2 separate regions of the Mus musculus genome follow, and region 1 is linked to region 2. The links are chromatin contacts, called in public promoter capture Hi-C maps. All regions are on one chromosome and are shown on one strand. Each heading gives the region's core, a stretch centred on a gene start, on an enhancer-like site or on the middle of the called end of the contact. The rest is flanking DNA. Distances are from core to core; before and after follow the strand shown.

What was found. Promoter capture Hi-C pulls out the DNA fragments that hold promoters and counts their contacts.
Region 1: a contact with region 2 is called in a promoter capture Hi-C map of trophoblast stem cells, with 2.5 times the contacts expected there. The contact joins the promoter of Jhy here to the enhancer-like site in region 2. A contact is called at or near these places in 2 of 39 promoter capture datasets (the C10 cell line and trophoblast stem cells).

What each region holds. Positions count from the first base shown.
Region 1 is chr9:40,961,071-40,964,845 of GRCm38.p6, forward strand. Jhy (junctional cadherin complex regulator) reads right to left here and starts at 1,964. Exons shown (of 9, transcript NM_001357360.1): 1 at 1,136-1,964; 2 at 1-142. The coding sequence starts at 141.
Region 2 is chr9:40,729,594-40,733,113 of GRCm38.p6, forward strand. The region is part of intron 1 of Clmp (CXADR-like membrane protein); the gene reads left to right. Among named protein-coding and RNA genes, the nearest start is that of Clmp, 45 kb to the left of the region's middle. RefSeq lists an enhancer at 184-2,814. Within about 2 kb of position 1,363, at least 194 of the 459 cell types and tissues checked have an H3K27ac peak or open chromatin away from gene starts, as enhancers often do. A contact at or near this core is called in trophoblast stem cells, where this site is marked.

The DNA of each region.
Region 1 (3,775 bases), core at 714-3,213, 230 kb after region 2:
ATCCGATTCTAAGGAGTCTTTTGAAATCAGGTTTAAGAAGTCTTCTTTCTTAAAGGGTCTGCCCGAAGGCGGGATCCTCAAGTTGGTGTGATGGACGGGAGACTGGCTAGAGAGCTTGGGAACGGGTTTATATTTATTCATCCTGAAAAATAGAAACATGAACAGGAACACTCTTGTTAATAGAAGCAGTTAGCTGATATTTATAATTGTGGCTCTCCAAAGCATTGCTTAAAAAATTTATGTTACTCTGCTGCTACTGAAATCATAATGGCGATGTTTATCAAAAATGTCAATGAGCAAGAGAACCTTGTTATATTATCTGCAGGCTTTTGAATGCACCCTTTTGAGTGTATGAGCAAGGAAGGCCTATTGGAAAAATGATTGTTTTTCTCTCTGTAGAAACACATCTGATTTAGGGCTCATAAGCAGCCTGAGCAATCGAATGAGGTTTTATTGAGGAAATCAAATGGCTGCTTGAAAGCCGATTCTCTTTCCAGCTTCTAAGGGCTTCTTACAAACAAGCCGGAACAAAGCCAAACAGTTAATTGTGAGCAGTGCTTTTTGGTGGCTTTATTTCAAATGCTCAGGGCAAGTGTGTGTGTGTGTGTGTGTGTGTGTGTGTGTGTGTGTGTGTGTGTACACATCTTGTTCAGCAGCAGCCACAGATGCACTCAGACAGGTTCATGGCTTACCATTTACAAAGTAAAGGAGAGAAAAGCATGGCTTCCCCACCGTCACTGTAATATACAGACTGTTTCTTTCCCAGACGGATATAAGCAGGCTCCAGCATTTAGAAAAGGCTTTTGCTATCCAGGATGCTGCTAGAGAGGAGTGTACAACCAGGTGGCCATTATATGGAGATCAACCTCAGCTCAGGGTTAAACGACAACCATGTGACAATAACGGTTTAAAATGTTCAGGAAACAAGGTTGGTGAATGCTGGTAAGCTAAGCACTTCAGAGGGGGAAGGAGGAAGACCAGGCATTGGAGGGAGGCCAGTTTGGGCTGCATGAGACCCTATCTAAAACAAACAAACAAACAAACAAACAAACAAACAAACAACTGAAACTGTTTAACAAAAGGTCTGTGAATCCTGTCTCAGAGCGACTCAAAGCAGAGGCTGGCTGTCACCTACCTGGAATAGGTGCTACTCTTGAGTAGGGGAGGCTGGTCTGCATTTCAGCTAGGAGTCGAGGTGTCCCTTGTTAAGTATGTAGGAGTGTGATTCCAAGGGAACTCTCAGGGTCGCCAAAGGCTCCTCTAGTGACCCATGAGATGGTTTACAGAACAAGTGCTCTGAATCAGCACAGGACTGGAAGGTGATTGCCTTCCACTGCTACCCAGGGTTTCTCTTTTGGTTTATTTTCTCTCTCACTGCCTTTATGCTGTAGTGTGTGTGTGTGTGTGTGTGTGTGTGTGTGTGTGTGTGTGTGTCACTGCCTTTATGCAGTAGTGTGTGTGTGTGTGTGTGTATGTGTGTGTGTGTGAGAGAGAGAGCTTTACCACTGGAGGCTACGCTCAAATTTGTTTTGACTGGCTGGCTCATGTTCTTTTGACAAATCCAGTTTTTAATTAAAAATACCTTGACCTGATTCCTGTTCCTTGAATTATTATTATATTGACCTTGTTGCTAGGGTTTCCAAGGACACAGTCTGCTCCTTGGATGAAAGCACCTTTACAAACATGACAGACAAAAGGTAGCGCTCATACTTAAACAAACATGAGCCAGTCTCTGCTGAACTCCAAGCTCCCTTAGTAGACCAATATATCATTGCCTAATTTTCAGTTAGTTTGCCTGCAATCAGTCTCTGCTTTAGTATACACATTGTGCTCTGCCACATTTTAATACCAATTTCCTTTTGCAGGATGATTTTTAGAGAGCAGCAAGCATGAAAACATTTTAAATCTAAATCTCTATAAACACCAGCTTTGTTATTTAAAAGCTCACTGTACTTGGAGTCTTGAAAAATAAGCTGAAAAAAAAAAACCCTGAAAAAACAGGGAATGTGATGTAGCTCACTGCTAGCACATTTATGATGAATGGGGTTTAATCTACAACTCCAGCAAAGCGGGGGTGGGGGAGGTAGGGATGGGGTAGGGGGTGATGTTGGGGAGGGAATCTCAGTTCATTTAGAACTGTTTTTCATCAATAATTAAAATCATTCATTTTGTCTTTTCTTAAATGAGAACCCAGGATTTCTTCGTAGTAATAAAGTAGTGATAATAATGTAGTTGTTGTTGAGAGAGTAGAAGAATTTGTGAAGAATGTGAAAGAACAGAGCGAAATATTCCCCCAAATTGGGTTTTCTGTGGCGGCCTGACCTTAAGGGGGTTAGGGGGAGGAAGAGAGTTATAGAAAAAGAGCTGATCACTCGAATAAATTTAGTTAAGTGGGCTATATTTCACGAGTAACTAACTCGCTAGTGATGCTCCGTACCAAAAGAAAAAAAAAAAAAAAAAAAAAAAAAAAGAAAGAAAGAAAGCAACGGTTGGGCCTTAGCGATTCCTGACCAATCCACTTCTTAGTAAACAAGGAAGGCATGGGGCAAGTCCTCTAGGGACTAAGAAACCACCAATTCTGGATCCTGCTAAGGTCTTCTGTCTCTGCCACTGGTTGGGGTCAAATCCTCTAGGGCAGGGAACAAGGAGGCCCATTTAGGATGAACAGTGGATCCAAAGTTGCCCTTTTTGGAACAGGTGGGGTGCTGCCCCATGGGGATCGCAGGGTTTTCGCCCGTTGTCTCTTTCTAAGGGTCAGGAAAGCTGCAGGGGGCGTTTGAAGGTCCACAGGTGGTGGGTTGGAGACCGGGACAAGGGGCTGGGGACAGGGCTGCTCAGCCTGGGGGGTCGCAGCCCTGTCTGGGCGCGGTCCTTCCTCCCAGACCACAGACTGTGCCGGCTCCCTCGCGCCCACCCCTGAGTTCTCCGTACAGCCCGCCCGCGCGGCCCCTTCCCACCCGCCGGGAACCGCCCGTCACCTGCCGGCACCGCTGGGCAGCCGCGCCCCTGGCCCCGCAACCTCCGCAGCCCCGGCTCCCCCGGCGGCTCCCGCCCCGCCCGCCGCTGCCTGGAGACGGTGGCCAACACCGCTCGCTCGCTCGGGGCCGCGGGCCCAGCGCTCCTCAGCTCAGCGGCGGCGCGGGAGACCCCGGCTCGGCTCGGGATGCTCAGGTCTAGCCAACCCAACTCTGCGGAGGAGGAAAAACAGGGAGAGAGCCCAGCATCGGTGATGCTGCTGGGGTAGGAGAAAGGAGCCAGTTAGTGAATGGAAGGGAGGCAAAAAGAGACAAGGAGAGGACGGAGGGAAGAAAACAAGTGGCCAATAAGCATTTGCCCTTTATTGGAAAGGAACTTAATTCGTTAATAATCAGAAGAGGGGAAATTAAAGCCACGTAGGCGAGCACACTCACCACACGGTCATCTTAGGGCGAAAAGTTGGCCATGTGTTGGTGATGCCACCTAGGAGTCTCAGCACTCAGAGGGAGTGGCTGAAGGATCTGTACTGTGAAATCCTGCCCTCAGAGCCAAAACACCCGTAGGAACAGAGAGTAGAGAAACACGCCTGCTCCAAGGGCCAAGTGTATAAAAGACATAAGGATGAAGGACTCTTGGGTGTGTGAACTAGCAGCACTTTGGATTTGACATTGTCTGGGCTGTGCAGGCACTCCTTAGTTCCTAGTGACTCAGCTTTAGACATTCACCCAAAGGAAGAATGTGTTTTTATGCATCTTGATAGCATGAATTTGAAATGTCCTACTCGGGTTCTTGGATTTGA
Region 2 (3,520 bases), core at 113-2,612:
TACGCTGGTACTTGTGACCACACAGGGGAAACTATTTATAAAATTAATAACAGTTATGAGCTGGAAAGTTGGCTCAGTGGTTAAGAGCCCTACTTGTCACATAGGACCACCTCCTCGGGTACCAAGTACAAATATGTTGAGCACTTGTACACATAAAATACTAAAAGTAAATCTAAAAAATATTTTGTTGCTGGTGGTGGTACATGCCTTTAACCCCAGCACTCAGGAGACATAGACAGGCTGCTCTCTGAGTTCAAGTCCAGTCTGTTCTACAAAATGAGTTCTGGGACAACCAGGGCTATACAGAGAAACCATGTCTCAAAGAACAAAAACAACAAGAACAAAAATAATAATTATTTGAGAGGGTTGAAGGGCCTGGGTCAAGGAAGACATTAGTGTTTAGTAGTAGTAATAATAATAATAATAATAATAATAATAATAATAATAAGGCTGGAGAGATGGCTCAGCGGTTGAGAGCACTGACTGCTCTTCCGAAGGTCCTGAGTTCACATCCTAGCAACCACATGGTGGGTCACAACCATCTTTAATGAGATCTGATGTCCTCTTCTGGTGTGTCTGAAGACAGCTACAGTGTACTTACATATAGTAAATAAATAAATAAATCTAAATAATAATAATAGCAATAACAACAACAATAGAGAGCCAGGCGTGGTGGCGCACGGGAGGCAGAGGCAGGCGGATTTCTGAGTTCGAGGCCAGCCTGGTCTACAAAGTGAGTTCCAGGACAGCCAGGGCTACACAGAGAAACCCTGTCTCGAAAACAAAAACAAAAACAAAAAACCCCAACAACAATAGAGTATGTGAAACCTTCAAAAAGGCTTATAAGTGTCAATAGTACTTTGGGGTGCCTGTGTGCGCGCGCGTGTGCGTGTGCACGTGCGTAGTGGCTATCCTTGTTAAATTGACGTCACACCCACAAATACGACTCATCCCTTTTGCTGTGTCCTGGGAGGGTAATTAGGGCCTTTTTCACAACTGAGAAACCAAGAAGTTGTCTGATGCTGTCCAGTACATTTGGAAGCAGAGACCCCAGGCCTCGGGGTTTCTAATTATTTTGTTATTGGGGGAAGTGCTCCTCCCAGGATGCTTGTGGTCTAGTGCTCTCAGTCGCTCTAGCTGGAAACCCAAGGGACTAAAGAAACGCTAGAGGCTACAGCAGCAGCGGCCGCCGCCGGTCCCTGGTGTCTGCCCCCAGCTGTCGCAGACCTCCCGCACATGTGGTTTCAATCACCCAGCCTGGCGCCTTCCGCCAGCGCAGAAGCCCTGCAGCTCCGAGAGTTCTGCGACTCTTTGTTTAGGGAGGAGCCCAGCCCAGCCCGGGTGGCCACCCTCGGGAGTGGCTCTGATCTTTGCCTTGCAGATCTATAAAACTGCGGCCATGGCAGGGCAGCTCCGGGAGGGAGGCTGCAGGCTGCAGGAGGCACGGGAATTCGGGCTGCTGCAATTTGAGTCTCCAGGGATAGGAAGGCCCGCGCCCTCTCTGCAGATTCTTGCCAAATCAAACACCCAGCAGATGACCGGAGCGGGACCCTGGAGAGACCGCTGGTTCTTAGCAGATGGCCATCTCCCCAGCCTGTCTCTTACTCGGAATCTTTCCCGGTTCCTTCTTCTGTGTGGGGCACAATTTTGTGAGCTACAGAAATTGAGCTTTCTAATTTGATTTTCTAGAGAAGGATTTGAATAGAAACGCACATGGGACTCAGGAAGGTGGGCACAGACGGTTGACTTACTTGGTTTGGAAGGAGGACAAACCCTGACAGTCTAATTTAGCAGCCTGTCACGCTGGGAGCCAAAAGACGTTCTCCAGCCCGTAAGCCCAGTTCTTTTTACTGTAAGTTACTAAAAGAACCCTTTGGGTTTCACGTTGCACTCGGTATTTCTTGAACGCGGTATCCTGGGCTGCAGCCATGAAATGTTACACTGGAGGTAGAAATTTACTGCAGACTTCTTCCACAACCCCATACCTGGTCTGCATTCCTGAAATATCTGTTGCCAGGGAAACGGCGATCTCCCTTTGCGTTCTTAGTCTCATTAATAAAAGAATTTTAAAACGGACTCAGAAGGAAGCTCTAGAACAATTTTATTATTAAAGTTTGACAGAAAAACAACATGGCAAGTAAGCTGAAAGGGAACAGGGGAATAGCGGGGAAACTAGGAGTGGAAGTCAGAAAGTAAGAAAGCCCGGGTGTCAGGGAAAGCCTGTTCAGGATTTGGGCTGCTATGAAGGGAGGGGCTAAGGAAAGGGGAATCCATGTTTAAAGGAGGAGCCAGGGTTCTGAGCTCTCTGGGACATTCATTGCAGGTCTTTAGCCTTGACCACAACATCTATAGTAAACAGGCTTTATAAAACAGAGTTGGCGGTTTTTACAGGCATAACTTAATTTTTTTTTAAAGTTCATTTTATTTTTTAATTGTGTGTGTGTGTGTGTGTGTGAGTGTGTGTGTGTGAGTGTGTGTGTGTGTGTGTGTGTGTGTGTGTGTTTGCGCGCACATACGCATAGGAGTACAGACACCCACAAAGACCAAGAGAGGCCATTGGGGCCCTGAAGATGTAGTTACAAGTGATTGTGAGCTACCCAAGGTAGGTGCTGGGAACTAACCTTGAATCTTACTCACTCTTCCCTTCCCTAGACATAACTTATTTTTTAGAATATCTATATAAACAACGCAAAGATGTTTGATCATCTCCCCAGGTATTTTATTGTTATTGAGATAATTCAGAAACAGAAAATTTCAGAGGATCAAAAACAGCTCGTTGTTTAATGTGACCCTCAGATACACTGCAGCTGGTCTCCACGACACCAAACCCTCCCTCCCTCCCTCCCTGTGTGGCATCTGTCACAGTGCTAACAGCTCATATGCTAGCTTTACAGACTCAGACTTAAAGCCCCCCTGCTTTAAACCCCCATTGGCTCCTCTTGGCCTGTGTACCAAGAATGACCTAATCCCCTCAGTATGTTATTGCAAAAGAAAAAAAAAACTATTCATAATACTTGCTGGAGGTGGAAAGGAGAAGTCTTTCTAAAGGAAGTATAAAAAATTTTTAAAAATAATAATAACTTTCCTTTTACCCCTCCATGTTCTTAGCCAGGTCCCTATAACAAAAGACAGATGATCAAGAGAAAAGCATCTAAATTTAATGTCTTCTCTGACATCAGAACATTGGCAAGGAAATGAAGGCTCAAAGAAATGATTCAACCTGAGTGTTTTTATAGTGGAAAGTTGTGGGGCGAGGGGAACGAACTGGAAGGCCAGGCTGTGTGAGGCTGTTCACCGCTCCGTGTCCCTCAGCCCTTTTCTCTCTGGGTATAGGAAGGACATCTCTCCCAGAATCTGCGTGCTACAGGAGAAGATCACAGGATCCCTCTGCTTTTTCCTCCCACCCTTTCAGCTTAAAATATTCAATGTGCCAAAGTGTTATCTTTTCGGGCCCTATCCGTGGTCACTACAATGGGATTTGTAGGAGGAGAGAGAGATGGAAATGAACTTTAAATATAAA